Regions from separate parts of the Mus musculus genome. Here region 1 is linked to region 2. The links are chromatin contacts, called in public HiChIP or PLAC-seq maps. All regions are on one chromosome and are shown on one strand. Each heading gives the region's core, a stretch centred on a gene start, on an enhancer-like site or on the middle of the called end of the contact. The rest is flanking DNA. Distances are from core to core; before and after follow the strand shown. Region 1 holds the start of Dhrs9 (dehydrogenase/reductase (SDR family) member 9). Region 2 overlaps Gm36231 (a long non-coding RNA gene).

Region 1 (6,476 bases), core at 1,030-3,529, 560 kb before region 2:
ACAAAACTCCATGGAAGATTCTCTTTCAGAAAACACTGGGAGTTTATTAAATCTTTATTGACCTTCAATTTGTTGCAGTCTCTGGATCAACCACAGACTTGGTACAGTTGTACCAAGATGAATCAAATAGAAAACATTTAGTAAAAAAAAGAAAGAAAGAAAAAGAAAAAAGAAAACATTTAGTGTTGATGTCTGTCTGAAATATCTTCTGATTTTTCTTATGGAGTGCAAGTGTTCTTAATAATGAACACCCTGGAACATGTGAGCTTCTTAATTTAGAAACAGCATATATGGTTTAATACTCAGAACTTATTCTTTATATTTTGCCTTTTTACTGAAGTAAAACAAAACAAAACAAAACAAAGCAAAGCAAAACAAAACAAAACAAAACACCTTTATGTGGCCTTTCAGTGATGTCTGGTATACTTTGCTCTAAGGAAATGGGACCTGAGAGTCTGGTGATACAAATGAGGTCATATGGGTAAGGAGATGCACTCGCTTGAAGAGGAAGATTAAAGTTGGACACCTGAAAAAAAAATCTAAGATGGATTAAAAGATGGAGCCAAGGACCCCAACACAAAATATGTTTGCAGGAAACAGCAATTGTTCTGTTGTGAATCTGGTGAAAAGCATATTAGCCGTGGTGATGACATAGCCAAGGTGAGATGGTACTCGGCATCCTGGAATGGTGAGTTCCCTCCCAGAACAGGAAGAAGAGACGTTTCCTTAGTTACATTTCACCAGAGTCCCTGCGGAAGGGCACAGCTCCACGCCCAGTGGGTGGTGGGAGAAGTTCTCAACTGTGCTTCCTCTGCAGCTCCAGCAGGGGCTGTCCTGCCTCACCAGAGGGACAAACACGTCTAAGGAGAACACTCTTAAATTAAAGCAATTTACCAGAGCATCTTTGCGAATGAATATTAATCTCCTAAAGTCCTTTTGGGTTTATTGTTTTGTCTGTGTGCCTTCTGACGGTAATGGCACATTAGGAGTCACTCTTAAATCTATGACCACAAAATACTAACTGCTAGCTGGAAGGGATTTCATGCAGAATGCTATTATAACGTATGGTCCCAAAGGAAGTTTAGAATTGAGTATATGTGTGTATCACTCCAGTGAGCATACTCAAATCTCTCACTGTCTTTTAACCACAGTTAGCTTTGCTCCAGAGGAAAATGTTAGTGTTTTTAAATTATATCCCTTGAGAATATGACATTTGTCACAAGGGTCTTGTCTCTTGCAATGTATGAAGTAACAAGTTTTCCTTGTATAAAGGTTTAGTCTAAAACTTGGACACCATTTTCAAATGTGAAAATATCCAGCACAAAAAATGAAAGAACTTTCCATTCTTACATCATGCCTCATCTAGCCAAGGGTATTTCAGAGCATTTAATATGTGCCAGGTGACACTAAGATATATAAAACCCGGACCCTAGCTTTGGGCCAAGAGTGTCACAAGGCTTTACAGAATTATTGCCCCCACCAGCTGAAACCCTAGTGTGTGCATGAGCATCTGAAATATCAAGTCACTTTATCATAAAATGTGGATTTTTTTTTCTTTCTGACAGCTCAGAACCCTGGGCCAGCATGCTCCTTAGAAATACTTTTCTTCATCCCCAACATTGTTTTTCTTTTCTAGTTTAGTGTTCATCTACATGTGTTTACAGAAACTGATAATACTGGGAAAGTAGGTGGAGAAACAGATTAGTCCGCACTTGGTGGTTATGGGTCCACCCCCAGGCACTCTTTAACATGTCCACAACTCTTGGAAAGCTGAGGTCACCAATTTCTCATTAGTCTTCAAAGCCACAGAAGATGCCAAATAGGAATTGAGTGATGAGGGAGGGAGGGAGGGAGAGAGACAGAGAGGTATTTGGTTGTGACTGCAGGATGCTACAGGATAGTCACAGAGCCCTGTCCTAGGAGAGTTTCAGTCAAGTTCCTGGGCCGCCCAGATCATTTCTGTATGAGATGGACTTTGCTCCCATCCTTCTCAAACTGTTAAAGAAGCACAGTTGACCTCAGCTGAAAGACAACTTGGTTTGTTCTATAGGAACACGGAAAATCAAGGACATGAGTGAAGGGACAAACGATCGGACAGTCATCGGTTACCTCGCTGAAGATGACTCGCAGTGCAGAAGCTGAGGGCGACTTGCTCCGCTGCTGCAGATTGTCACCTTCCTGCTGTGGTCCAGGGGAAGGAAGTGCAGCTCCGTCAAGCTGATCCTCTCAAGGTGCCTGCGGTCTGCGGAGCTCTGAGACCTGCATGTGTGAAGACTTCCACTTCTCTCAGTGAGTCACACCTATTGCAACACCAAGTGGTGACTAAGTCTCTCCTCCGTGGATGGAGGGCGGGGAGATTGTAGGTCACAGGTTTCCAAAGGAATCGTCAGTGCTTTTTATAAATTAAGTGTGGCTAGCTAGAGAAAACTACTCATGCTATCTTGACCAAAGGAGGAGGCTGAAATCAAGTAACTAAGAAGCTTTTTTAAAAAAAAATTATTTTGTATCTTTTGTAAATCTCCTGGTGCAAGGAACTGATCATTTCACTGAAAAACAAACAAACAAACAAACAAACAAACAAACAATTTTTATGAGCAAGAAGATCAACATAATAAATGACCAAATATGGTTTGGGAATGATTTGTGGTTTCTTTTCCTAATTTGTGTTTTAAGGTATGACAAAACATCTAGAAAATGTCTCTGGAAGTGAAAACGAGAAAGGACTGCCCCCTCACCTCCAGCTGGCCTTTTCCAGAGCTGCTTCCAGCAGACCTGGCATTGCTTGGTGCCAGCTGAAGCTGTAAGGGGTGGGGGATGAGATGCCACCCACCTTCCCTGCAGCTTGCCAACTCCCCCCCCCCCCCAGCCTCTCCTACTCATGATAGTACAGGCAAGCCAACAGTGCACTGAAGTTTTACTTCTAATTTCAAGCTGTATTCTTCTGCTTCCACCTCTGCTCTGTTCCTTCTTGAAGAGTAGTTACTATTTCCTCCTCAGAGCAAGCAAATGAAAGAGCCCATCCCTCTACCGGAGTCTAGACAGGGCTACTGCTTTTTAAATTAGGTAGGTGTGGTTCCTAGTTCCTCCACAACGACAAAAGACTAGTTTATCCAGAAAAATATTTGGGGTACCTGATATATGCAAAATATACTTTCCCCCTTTAATAACGCTCAATACAGAGTACAGGCACAAACTTGTGGCCTCAGAGAAAAACCTCATGGATTGAAATCCATATGAAGACAGCTATGGTAATTAATCCTCCTTATAAGCAGGCTATTATTTCTGAGAGGTGGAGAGAGCCTCAGGCACCTGGGTGGTCCTGGAGGACTGAAGGGAAAGGCCAAAGAAAAGGTTACACCTTTTGCAAGCTCTACTCAATAATCTCACTCAGTGCCGCTCTGTTTTTAAAAATTCCCCAAATGGACTTAAAAAAAATGAAATGTCGAGCCTGATTTGCATGCTATGGTTGGGAATTCTTGCCCTCTACTTGGCGTGGTCTCTCAGTACTGTTGATAAAACTGAAAGGTTCAGTGTCTAGGCATGTGGGGTAGAGGTGGGGGTGGGGTTAAAACAACCCCTTCCTCAGCTTGTCAGCTGGGTATTGACAAAGGTGTTCACGAATGGAATCATTTGTTAGCAGCCCTGTCTCCAGGCTGAAATCGCAGCCATGTTCAAAGTTACATACTGAGTTCTGCTTCGTTTTGCTCTGTCCCTTTAGGATGTCAGCTGTGAGGGCCAGTGAGACGGTAATCATTCACCATCAGAGGGTAAAAGATGCCGCCTCGAAAACGTGACAGACCAACTTCAATCTGCAAGATCTCCTCATGGTAGAAGGAGAGAATTGGTTCCTGAAAGTTGTCCTCTGACCACATGTGCATTGTGGTGTGTGTGTGTGTGTGTGTGTGTGTGTGTGTGTGTGTGTGTGTAACACAAATAGACACACAAACAAAAGAAAGAAAGAAAGAAAGACAGAAAGAAAGAAGAAGCTCCACCCCCTTTGTTTTTCACAAGTGAAAGAATGTTACCTTTGAAATCGATACTTTGAGCAGGCGTGGTGGCGCACGCCTTTAATCCCAGCACTCGGGAGGCAGAGGCAGGCAGATTTCTGAGTTCCAGGCCAGCCTGGTCTACAAAGTGAGTTCCAGGACAGCCAGGGCTATACAGAGAAACCCTGTCTGGAAAAACAAAACAAAACAAAAAACAAACCAAGAAAATGCTACTTTGTTCAGAATTATCCCTACATCAGGCTTCCTGTCATCAAAAATGACCTGTGGGGTGTGTGTATGTGTGTGTGTGTGTGTGTGTATCACCAAAGTGACATTTGGTTTTTCTTCTATTTCGTCTTTTAAGAGTGTGGAATTTGCCCACATTTAATTTTATGTTGTTAGTTTGGTTGTAGCTACATAGGAGTGAACTTCGACAGCACACTAAACACCCAACTCTCCCTTTTCTTCTAAGTCTGTAGCTACCTAAGAGTATCCCCATCTCTTCTCTTTCCAAACTCAATGAACTACCTCAGTTCCCAGCTGCCCTAGTCAGCATCTATCAGACTTCTTGTACCCGTGCTGATCTGAGGGAATCTCTGGTCCAACCACAGAGAATCTTGAGAAGGGAGCCCTGTGGAGAAAAGCACTTACCCCTCCCCCACCCCCACAGCAGACTTAGTGGTCCAGGTGTATGTCTGGTATGGCTCGCCTAAGGTCAGCCCGCAGGGCACGTGATCTTTCTGCTTCCTGGTGGGATCCATGAATACTCTGCGCACAGACACTCTCAGCTCTCTGACTAGCTCGGAATGGCTTTATGACTTCCAGTATGTAAGATCAGACCTTGTGCTTCCTCCTCCCTCGGTCAATAGATGGCTTTCTTATTTTCTGTACAAGAGAAACCTGTCTTTTGTCCCACCCCACTTTATACACCGACACTACCTTTGTTTATGAGAAACCTGAGTACCCAAACTGGGAGCTTTGTTGCTCATTTGTTTGTTCCCTGACTCTCCCAGCTGTAAGATAAAGCCCAGCTGATCTTATGTCCCCTTGTATAGCAGGACGGACAGACAGACCAATGATGAAGGACTGAGTCATTGCAGCGCTTAGGGAATTCTCTGCAGAAAGTTTTTTCATATTAGAGGAGGACACATTCTTTCAGCGACACACAAGAGGCTTGAACAGTGGGGTGAGGAGGATGACATGGGGCAGCCATTGTTCAGGGGGAAAGGAGGGTTATAGCAGACATAAGACTCACCAGGAAGAGTAGGGCTTCCTGGTCACAGAGAGGCTTGTGAGAAATAAGACCAGCAGAGGAATAAGAAAAAGGGGGCTCTTAAGAGGGAAGAGGAGGGAGCTCCCTCAGTGTGACCCCTGCAGTAGGAGAGTGTGCTAGAAGTATCTGCAACACCCACTGACCTGAAGAAGATCCTAAGATGAGTCAATCCCATCCTCACTGGGAAGGAATAGTTTCATATGGGAGACCTCGGGCCTTACTGGTTTCCCCTTGCTCTATTACCCTTAGACATTGTCTTTGTCAAATCATGGGTCTGCCGGGCTACTGCTTTTCACCCAACCCAGCACAAAAATGCACAAGGTCCCCTGCTTTCTTGGGGCTCTACTTTTCTGAAGGTCTCCATACGTTAACCGTGTTAGCCTACTTTTTAAAAAAGTAGAAACTTCAGTCACAGTCCTAGCTGTGTGTGAGGGAAGATTACTCATTCTTGGAATACCAATGTTGTTAGTTAAACCAAGAAACAGGCAACACTGCTCCCAGACATCCTGTTGATGGGTGGTAGATAAGTGGGTAAGGGGGAAACCTGCAGTGAAGGAGATCTGGCCTGGTAGAAGTTGATTCAAAGCAAGCCTGGGCTACACTGTGAATTCAAGGTTTGTCTGGACTATGTCATAAGACCTATCTCTCTCTCTCTCTCTCTCTCTCTCACACACACACACACACACACACACAGAGAGAGAGAGAGAGAGAGAGAGAGAGAGAGAGAGAAACAGACAGACAGACAGACAGACACATCCCTTAAAAAATGACTGCAACAACAAAAACTAGTTATATTATACTTATCACACAGGCTTGCTTAGCTAAACGCCATAATTGAATGTTTGGAAGGTTTCTAACTGTTCTTTATTATGAAGAATTCTTGGAAGAAAAATCTTGAGTGATAGCTCTTAGGTACATCCCGTTGTTTCTTTGTAAAACAGTTCCTAAAGGTTGGACCACTTAAGCATGTTGATAGGGTTGAAGTGTTTGTTACATTGTTGAGAACTGTGCAAGCCTGGATATGTCCACATTCTGGGGTGAACTCTTCCCACACACTTTTCTCACACAGACTCTGGGTTTGGCTATGAGGTTTGTTCTGGACAGTGAGTGAGACAGTGTGTCAGCAAGCACAGCCCTATAGTCTAGGTTGGGCTACTGGTGACCTGTGGCATAGTTAGTAGCACGTTCCAAACTAGCATGGAGCACTTCAGACCATC
Region 2 (7,256 bases), core at 3,953-6,452:
CATCATATTCCATACACAATCAAAATCAGATACCACATACAAGGTGCTTTACTTTGTTTTAAATACTGTACTGATTTAAGAAAAAAGTGACCTGACACCCAAACACCTTGCTCACTGCATGGCACTACAAGAGCTTGCGGATTTGAACACTTCAGTGGTCCCTACTGGCTAGCAGAAGTGGGTTTCTGGGGATGGGCTTTGAGGCTAGTATCTATGTCTCTTTCTGATCCACCAAGATGCGCAGGAAGCACCTGCTGTCGCGATTTCTAGACCAGAGCGGAATGTTCTCCCTAAAACTGTGAGCCACACAACAAACTCTTTCCCTAAGATGCTCACACCAGATGCTTTATGACAGCATCCAGGAGGTAACCATCTCACTCTCTTATGTCACACAGTATGCGTTTCTTAAGGTCAGAGAGTGGGGCAGACTGTCTTGGTGTTTTCCAGCATTCCCAGAATATATGCATAATACTTGTTTGAGTCAGTGCGTGAAGAAGGAAGGAAGGAAGGAAGGAAGGAAGGAAGGAAGGAAGGAAGGAAGGAAGGAAGGAAGGGAAAGAAAGAGAAAGAAGGAAGGAAGACAGAAAGAAAGAAAAAAGAAAGAAAAGAAGGAAGGAAGGAAAGAAAGAAAGGAATAAAGAAAGAAAGACAGAAAAAAAAGAAAGAAAGGAAGGGAGAAAAAAAAGAAAAGAAAGACAGATAGACCGAGTTAGCACACTCAGCCGGGTTCCTGGAAGGAAGGAGTTTGTGCCACGTCAAGGCGCTGTGGTTCTCAGGGGATGTAAATCTACCTCAGCATAGCAGCAGTCATAAAAACTGGGAGTTGCTTTAAATGCTGAGAAAAATCCTGGGGTCAAAGTCATGAAACCAACAAAGACAAAAAAGAGGAAAAAAAGAGAGTACCAAGTGACAGGAACCTGCCTAAACAAGGAGGGAGGGAGAGAGGGAGGGAGGGAGGGAAGGAGGAAGGAAGAGAGCGCAAGCACCAGGGAGTTTTCAGGATAGGATATTAAGAAGTGAGAAGGATGACTGAGATAAAGTACCAAGTGACTCAACTGTCTGAGAAAAAGAATAATAACAGACACTTGAGTCCTAGAAGGACTCTTTAGAGCTCCTCAGTGTCTCACATACCTGACTCACACCTTGAACAAGAATCTCTAACACAATACAGGAGGCAGATCTGAACAACCGTCTTCTCTCTGGCTGTTCAGGTTGTAGCTACTTATCTCAGAATCAAACAGATGAAATTTCATTTTAAAAAAATCAGGGGGAGGGGACTGCTGGTGATGAATGTGAGGAAAGCACATTACACACATGTACAAAAGTCACAACAAAACCTGCTACTTATACACTGAACACTCACCACCTAACAATTACACATAGGTAATCGGATAGTTCCTAACTAACATTCTGATAAACTGCCTGCTTTTTTTTTCCCTTTTTTTCTTTCCAGGATGTATAATTAGTAACATATGCGATTATAGCTTTAATATACATATAGATATAATATACATATGTATACACATATATATTAGTTTCACTTATATATATTATTTGTTGGTTTGAAAATGTATAATAATTATTTACTGGTATTTTAAAACATAAAACATTTAGACTTGACTCTCATCTATGTTAATTCATCTCAATTAAAATTTCTAGGATGTTTTGTGTCATTTCACAGATCTTTTATCAAAGATTCCCAACTTGATAAAGTCAAAAATCTCACAATGCCAAAATTTAAAAATTATGTTATCCATACAATTTAAAAGTGATTAAAAGTGAGGCTTCTATTTTTTTTTTTTTTAAAGATTTATGTTGGTACATTGTAGCTGTCTTCAGACACACCAGAAGAGGGCATCAGCTCCCATTACAGATAGTTGTGAGCCACCATGAGGTTGCTGGGAATTGAACTCAGAACCTCTGGAAGAGCAGTCAGTGCTCTTAACCACTGAGCCATTTCTCCACCCCCTGAGGCTTCTATTTTCAACAAATGGAGCTGGTTCAACTGGAGGTCAACACATAGAAGAATGCAAATTGATTCATTCTTATCTCCCTGTACAAAGTTCAAGTCCAAGCTTGATCAAGGACCTCCACATAAAACCAGATACACTGAATCTAATAGAAGAGAAAGTGGGGAAAAGCCTTGAACAGAACAGAACACTAAGGGTTTCTGCTCTAAGATCAAGAATTGACAAATGGGACCTCATAAAATTGCAAAGCTTCTTCTGTAGGGCATAAGACACTGTCAATAGGACAAAACGGCAACCAACAGACTGGGAAAAGATCTTTACCAAGCCTACATCCAATAGAGGGCTAATATCCAATACATACAAAGAACTCAAGAAGTTAGACTCCAGAGAACCAAATAACCCTATTTAAAAAATGGGAAACAGAGCTAAACAGAGAATTTTCAGCTGAGGAAACTTGAATGGCTGAGATGCACTTAAAGAAATGTTCATCATCCTTAATCATCAGGGAAATGCAAATCAAAACGACCCTGAGATTCCACCTCACACCAATCAGAATGGCTAAGATCAAAAACTCAGGTGACAGCAGATGCTGGCAAGGATGTGGAGAAAGATGAACTCCTCCATTGCTGGTGGGATTGCAAGCTGGTACAAGCACTCTGGAAATCAGTCTGACAGTTCCTCAGAAAATTGGACATAGTATTACCTGAGGGCCCAGCTATACCACTCCTGGACATACACCCAGAGGATGCTCCAACATGTAATGAGGACACATGCTCCACTATGTTCATAGCAGCCATATTTATAATAGCCAGAAGCTGGAAACAACCCAGATGTCCCTCAACAGAGGCATGGATACAGAAAATGTGCTTCATTTACACAATGGACTACTACTCAGCTATTAAAAACAACGGCTTTATGAAATTCCCAAGCAAATGGATGGATCTAGAAAATATCATCCTGATGATATTTTCAGCCACAAAAGAACACACATGGCATGTACTCACTGATAAGTGGATATTAGGCAAAGAGCATGGAATACCCATGTCACAACTCATGGACCACAAGAAGCTCAAGAGGAAGGAAGACCAAAGAGTGGATGCTTCAGTCCTATTTAGAAGGGGGGACAAAATAATCAATTGGACTGAGCACAGGGATCCCAATGGAGGACTGAAGGAGCTGAAGAGGCCTTATCTGGCATCAATGGTAGGAGAGGCTCTTGGTCCTGTGAAGGCTTGAAGCCCCAGTGTAGAGGAATGCTAGGTTAGTGAGGCAGGAGTGGGTGGCTGGGTGGGGGAGCACCCTCATAGAAGCAGGGTAGGGAACTTGGAAAGGGGATAACATTTGAATAAAGAAAATATCCAATTTGTAAAGTTTAAAAAAAAAGTGAGGCTTCTAGGGATAGAGGGTGGCTCAGTGGTTAAGAGCATTCGCTACTCTTGCAGAGAATGGGATTTCAGTCCCTAGCACCCACCAGGTAGCCCATAACCACCTGTCACCCCAGTCCCAGGAAATTAGATGTCCTCTTCTGGTCTCTGCAGGTGCCAGGCACACCTGTTGTACATGTAGGCAGTACACGCGTCCACATAAAAATAAAAATAAAAATAATCTTTAAAAAATTTAAATCTCCCTTAAAAAAATTTAAGTGTTTACCAAATACCTTCAGTTGGTGGTTCTACAGTTTGAAAGGCATGTTCCCTTCAGCCTTGTTGAGCCTCCAGCAAAAACACCTAGTGCTAAGACAGCCACCATCCAAGGCCATGAGTGAAATACAATATGGAGCATGTGTGTTTTTTCCTGTGAATTCCACGGGCGACAACAGTGCAGTGTATAGTCCAAGAGCACAGAACTGAGGACTGAATATCCATATCACAACAGAATGCTAAGGGTGATGAATATGCTGAGCCCATAGTTTTATTGTCATACAAGATGAGTGATGAATTCAACTGTCACGCTGTACCCCACAAATACACAGTCATTGTGTATTTATTGAAAGTGACAATGTATCCTGACCATGGACTGCCCTCCCTCTCCTCCTCCCAGTGCATCACACACACACACACACACACACACACACACACACACACACACACACACACAACTTCACTTTTCTTCAGAAAAGAGAACCTCTTGGGAATATCAACAGGACATGACATAACAAGATGCAATAAGACCAGGCACAAACTCTCCTGTCAAGCCTGGGCTAGGCAAACTAGTAGGAGGGAAAGAGTCCTAAGAGTGGGCAAAGGAATCGAGACACTCCCCCATTGTTAGAAGTCCAACAAAACCCTCCAAGCTAAACAACCACAGCATATGTGCTCCGTGATAGCTACATCAGTCTCTGTGAGCCCCTATAAGCCCTACTTAGTTAATTCTGTGGACCCTGTTCTCCTGGTGTCTTATCCCACTGGCTCCTCAATTCCAACCCCCCCATTACCCCCCCCCCCCCGCAGAATTTCCCCAAGCTCCTCCTAATGTTTAACTGTGGGTCTCTAAATGCCAATTAGTTTAGACTGCCACCAGGACTCTCCTGAGATGAAATTCAAGTAATTCCCCCACTCCTTTCCTAATGGAATATCAGTCCCTAATTGTATTGGAAAGGAGAAATGTAAAGATGGCAGTTTGTAAATTCACATGATTGGTACAGCCCTGCTGTTGTGTCTTTCCCAACCTCTGTCTTCCGGGAAGCAGAGAAAAGCCCCACCTTCAGCTTCCACAGCAGGAGGGAGGCAGGCTCTGCCTCATTGCAGCCTAGGTTAAGTCCCTGATCTTGATTAGCCTGAATGGAAAGATAGGCGCAGAGAGGACCTAGCTAAATCTTCCCACAGAAGTGAAGCATGGTGGGGTCAGGGAGCAGCGTCCCCACTCTAAGGAGGAGGCGTGGGCTTGGAGGCTTCAGACGAGAAGTTGGATCTGATCAGGCCTTGAGGGACGAGAAGACCAGTGCGGTGTGAGTAGGGGTGTGTGGAGGAATAGGCAGGAGGGGAAGTAACCAGAGCTAGAAAGAGGAAGTAATGAGAGCTAGACTGTTAACAGGAGGGACCAGTGCAGGGCTGGGGGTCCAAGTTCACTAGTGTGGAGACCCTTGAGAGGCCAAAAACTAAAGGCAGGGGTGAATCTTACCACAGCCCAATTCATTACCAACCTAGGAAATATTCCAGCCTGGGCATCACTAAAGCCCTTTTCAACTGATCTTCATATAAACACTGAGACCTGTCTTCCTTTTTCAAGATTGAGGAAATTTTTTACCCTCCCTTTCTCAACCTCCCTAATGCTGTCACCCTTTAATACAGTTCCTTATGTTCTGGTGACCCCTCCCCCAACCATAAAAGTATTTTGTGGCTAATTTTACTACAGTTATAAATTAATGTAAATATCTGTTTTCCTATGGTCTTGGGTCTTTTTAAAAGATTTATTCTTCTCTTATACAATACATCCTGACCACAGGCTCCCCTCCCTCCCCTCCTCCCAGTGTCCCCTCCCCCACATCCTCCCTAAGTTCCTCTTCAGAAAAGAGATCTCTCAGGGATATCAACCAGAGGTAGCATAAACCCTGTGAAAGAGGTGATGACCCACAGGTTGAGAGGCGCTGCCCTAAGGCATCCTCTGAAGCCATAATACCTAAAATACACTTCTGTTTCAGTACTACCATGTTTTATTGAGACATGCGTTTGTTCTCTTCCTCTTCCATCTGGAAAATATTTTAAAATAAGAAAGACCCAGTGTAGCCAGGCGTGGTGGCGCACGCCTTTAATCCCAGCACTTGGGAGGCAGAGGCAGGCGAATTTCTGAGGCCAGCTTGGTCTACAGAGTTCCAAGACAGCCAGGGCTACACAGAGAAACCCTGTCTCGAAAAAAAAAAAAAAAAGAAGAAGAAGAAGAAGAAAGACCCAGTGTAATTGTATGTTCCTAGTACCAAATAAATAACTAGCTCATAAATAGCCCATGCAATGCATGTGCATTGAATAAACGTTGGTGGCTGCTGTGTCCTTGTTTCCGGTGTCATTTCCTGGCCACTGCTCCCAGCACAGTGCTTTGGCTCACAGTCAGTAGTCAGTGACTGTCTGATAGAACTTACACTAGAGAAGCAGCTAAGATAGTTACAATGACCTTTCCAAGTCTTTAGCATACAACTCCAAAGGTATGCATTAGAGCCCAATGAACTTAAATGTCTCAGCTCCACAAGGCCTCTTTCTTATCTAGGTCTTAACATTAGAGGCACATGCAAGATAGATTCCTGACATTCAAACTTCCTTTCAAACCACCCCAACATGATTAGCACGAGTCCATTAGAATCTACTTCCACAGGACACAAGGCAAAGACTTTCCCCAAAACATAGGAAGCCTTAAGGTGAATGGAACACAAAGCCACACAGACCCAAGCCCGTGTCCTAGCACCTTCAGGCATGAATCTTTGCTCCATTGCTCAGCTTGCTCTCAGGCTCCTTCCCCTCTTTAAGCCTTGGCGTCGTCATGTAGAGCATACAGATAATAAAGGTACTCACTGTGTGAGGTTCTTGTAAAGATTAAAATGAGAGGTCATAACATTTTACACCATTAAAAGAATGTCTATTGCAGGAGGCCCTTAACAATTGTCACCGCTTTCCCCTTCCATATACGCTTACAATGTCACTGGCTTGGCACATGTCCGTCCACGTAAAGACAGGCATGAGAGAAAGCACATTTGAACGGTTTAAAAAACAACTTTGAAAACATCTTTTAATTGCTCCGGGGGAAGGTCATTGTCTGGCTCCTTTAAGAAGAAAAAGACAGATTTTAGCTTTTAATAAAGCTGAGCTTCCTGTGAGAGTATAGCAACCTGGTTACCAGGGAAATGTTTTGTTTTTCTTTTCTATACCGAGAAAGAAGCAATCATGTATTTACACGTCAATTTAGATGTCTGTCATGTTTTAAGGGCTTTTGTTCAAGGGGGGGTAAAGCAAAGGTCAGATCAGCCTCTCATTACAAAACAAAACAACCCAGAAAGAGCAACGAAAGACTGAAGCTCCAAGTAGGCAGGTGAATGCTGTGTTGGCCTCAGCCACAGAACAGGGAAAATGTGGCTGTCACACTTAGGACATAGCTTGCACAGCACCGTGAGATTCACATAGCTGGTGGGCAGCGGCAGCAGTCCTGTGGCTTTAGACCAGGGTTTATAGGATGTGAACTGCGTTGTTTCTTCCCTTCACCTACTTACACAGCAGCACAGTGCTAGGCACATTGCTTGGCTTTAAAATCGGAGGAGCAGCTTGAAGCCCTTCTTCATTTCCCAGCACTCGTGTGACCTCC

Evidence for each region. HiChIP or PLAC-seq counts read pairs in DNA pulled down with a chosen protein or histone mark.
Region 1: an H3K4me3 HiChIP or PLAC-seq map of bone marrow-derived macrophages shows a contact between it and region 2, with 5 times the contacts expected there. The contact joins the promoter of Dhrs9 here to the enhancer-like site in region 2. A contact is called at or near these places in 6 of 39 promoter capture datasets (the 3T3-L1 cell line, cranial neural crest, frontonasal cranial neural crest and 3 more), 1 of 115 datasets of contacts at active chromatin or transcription factors (bone marrow-derived macrophages) and 1 of 9 other capture datasets (pancreatic islet).

The regions. Positions count from the first base shown.
Region 1 is chr2:69,376,265-69,382,740 of GRCm38.p6, reverse strand. Dhrs9 (dehydrogenase/reductase (SDR family) member 9) reads right to left here and starts at 2,279. Exons shown (of 5, transcript NM_175512.2): 1 at 2,110-2,279. Gm36393 (a long non-coding RNA gene) reads left to right here. Exons shown (of 6, transcript XR_003953850.1): 5 at 438-2,289; 6 at 3,719-3,890.
Region 2 is chr2:68,823,242-68,830,497 of GRCm38.p6, reverse strand. All of the region lies in intron 3 of Gm36231 (a long non-coding RNA gene), which reads left to right. It overlaps Gm36174 (a long non-coding RNA gene), which reads right to left. Exons shown (of 3, transcript XR_374615.1): 2 at 7,165-7,256; 3 at 6,660-6,720. Among named protein-coding and RNA genes, the nearest start is that of Gm36174, 4.5 kb to the right of the region's middle. Within about 2 kb of position 5,202, at least 87 of the 459 cell types and tissues checked have an H3K27ac peak or open chromatin away from gene starts, as enhancers often do. A contact at or near this core is called in bone marrow-derived macrophages and neutrophils, where this site is marked.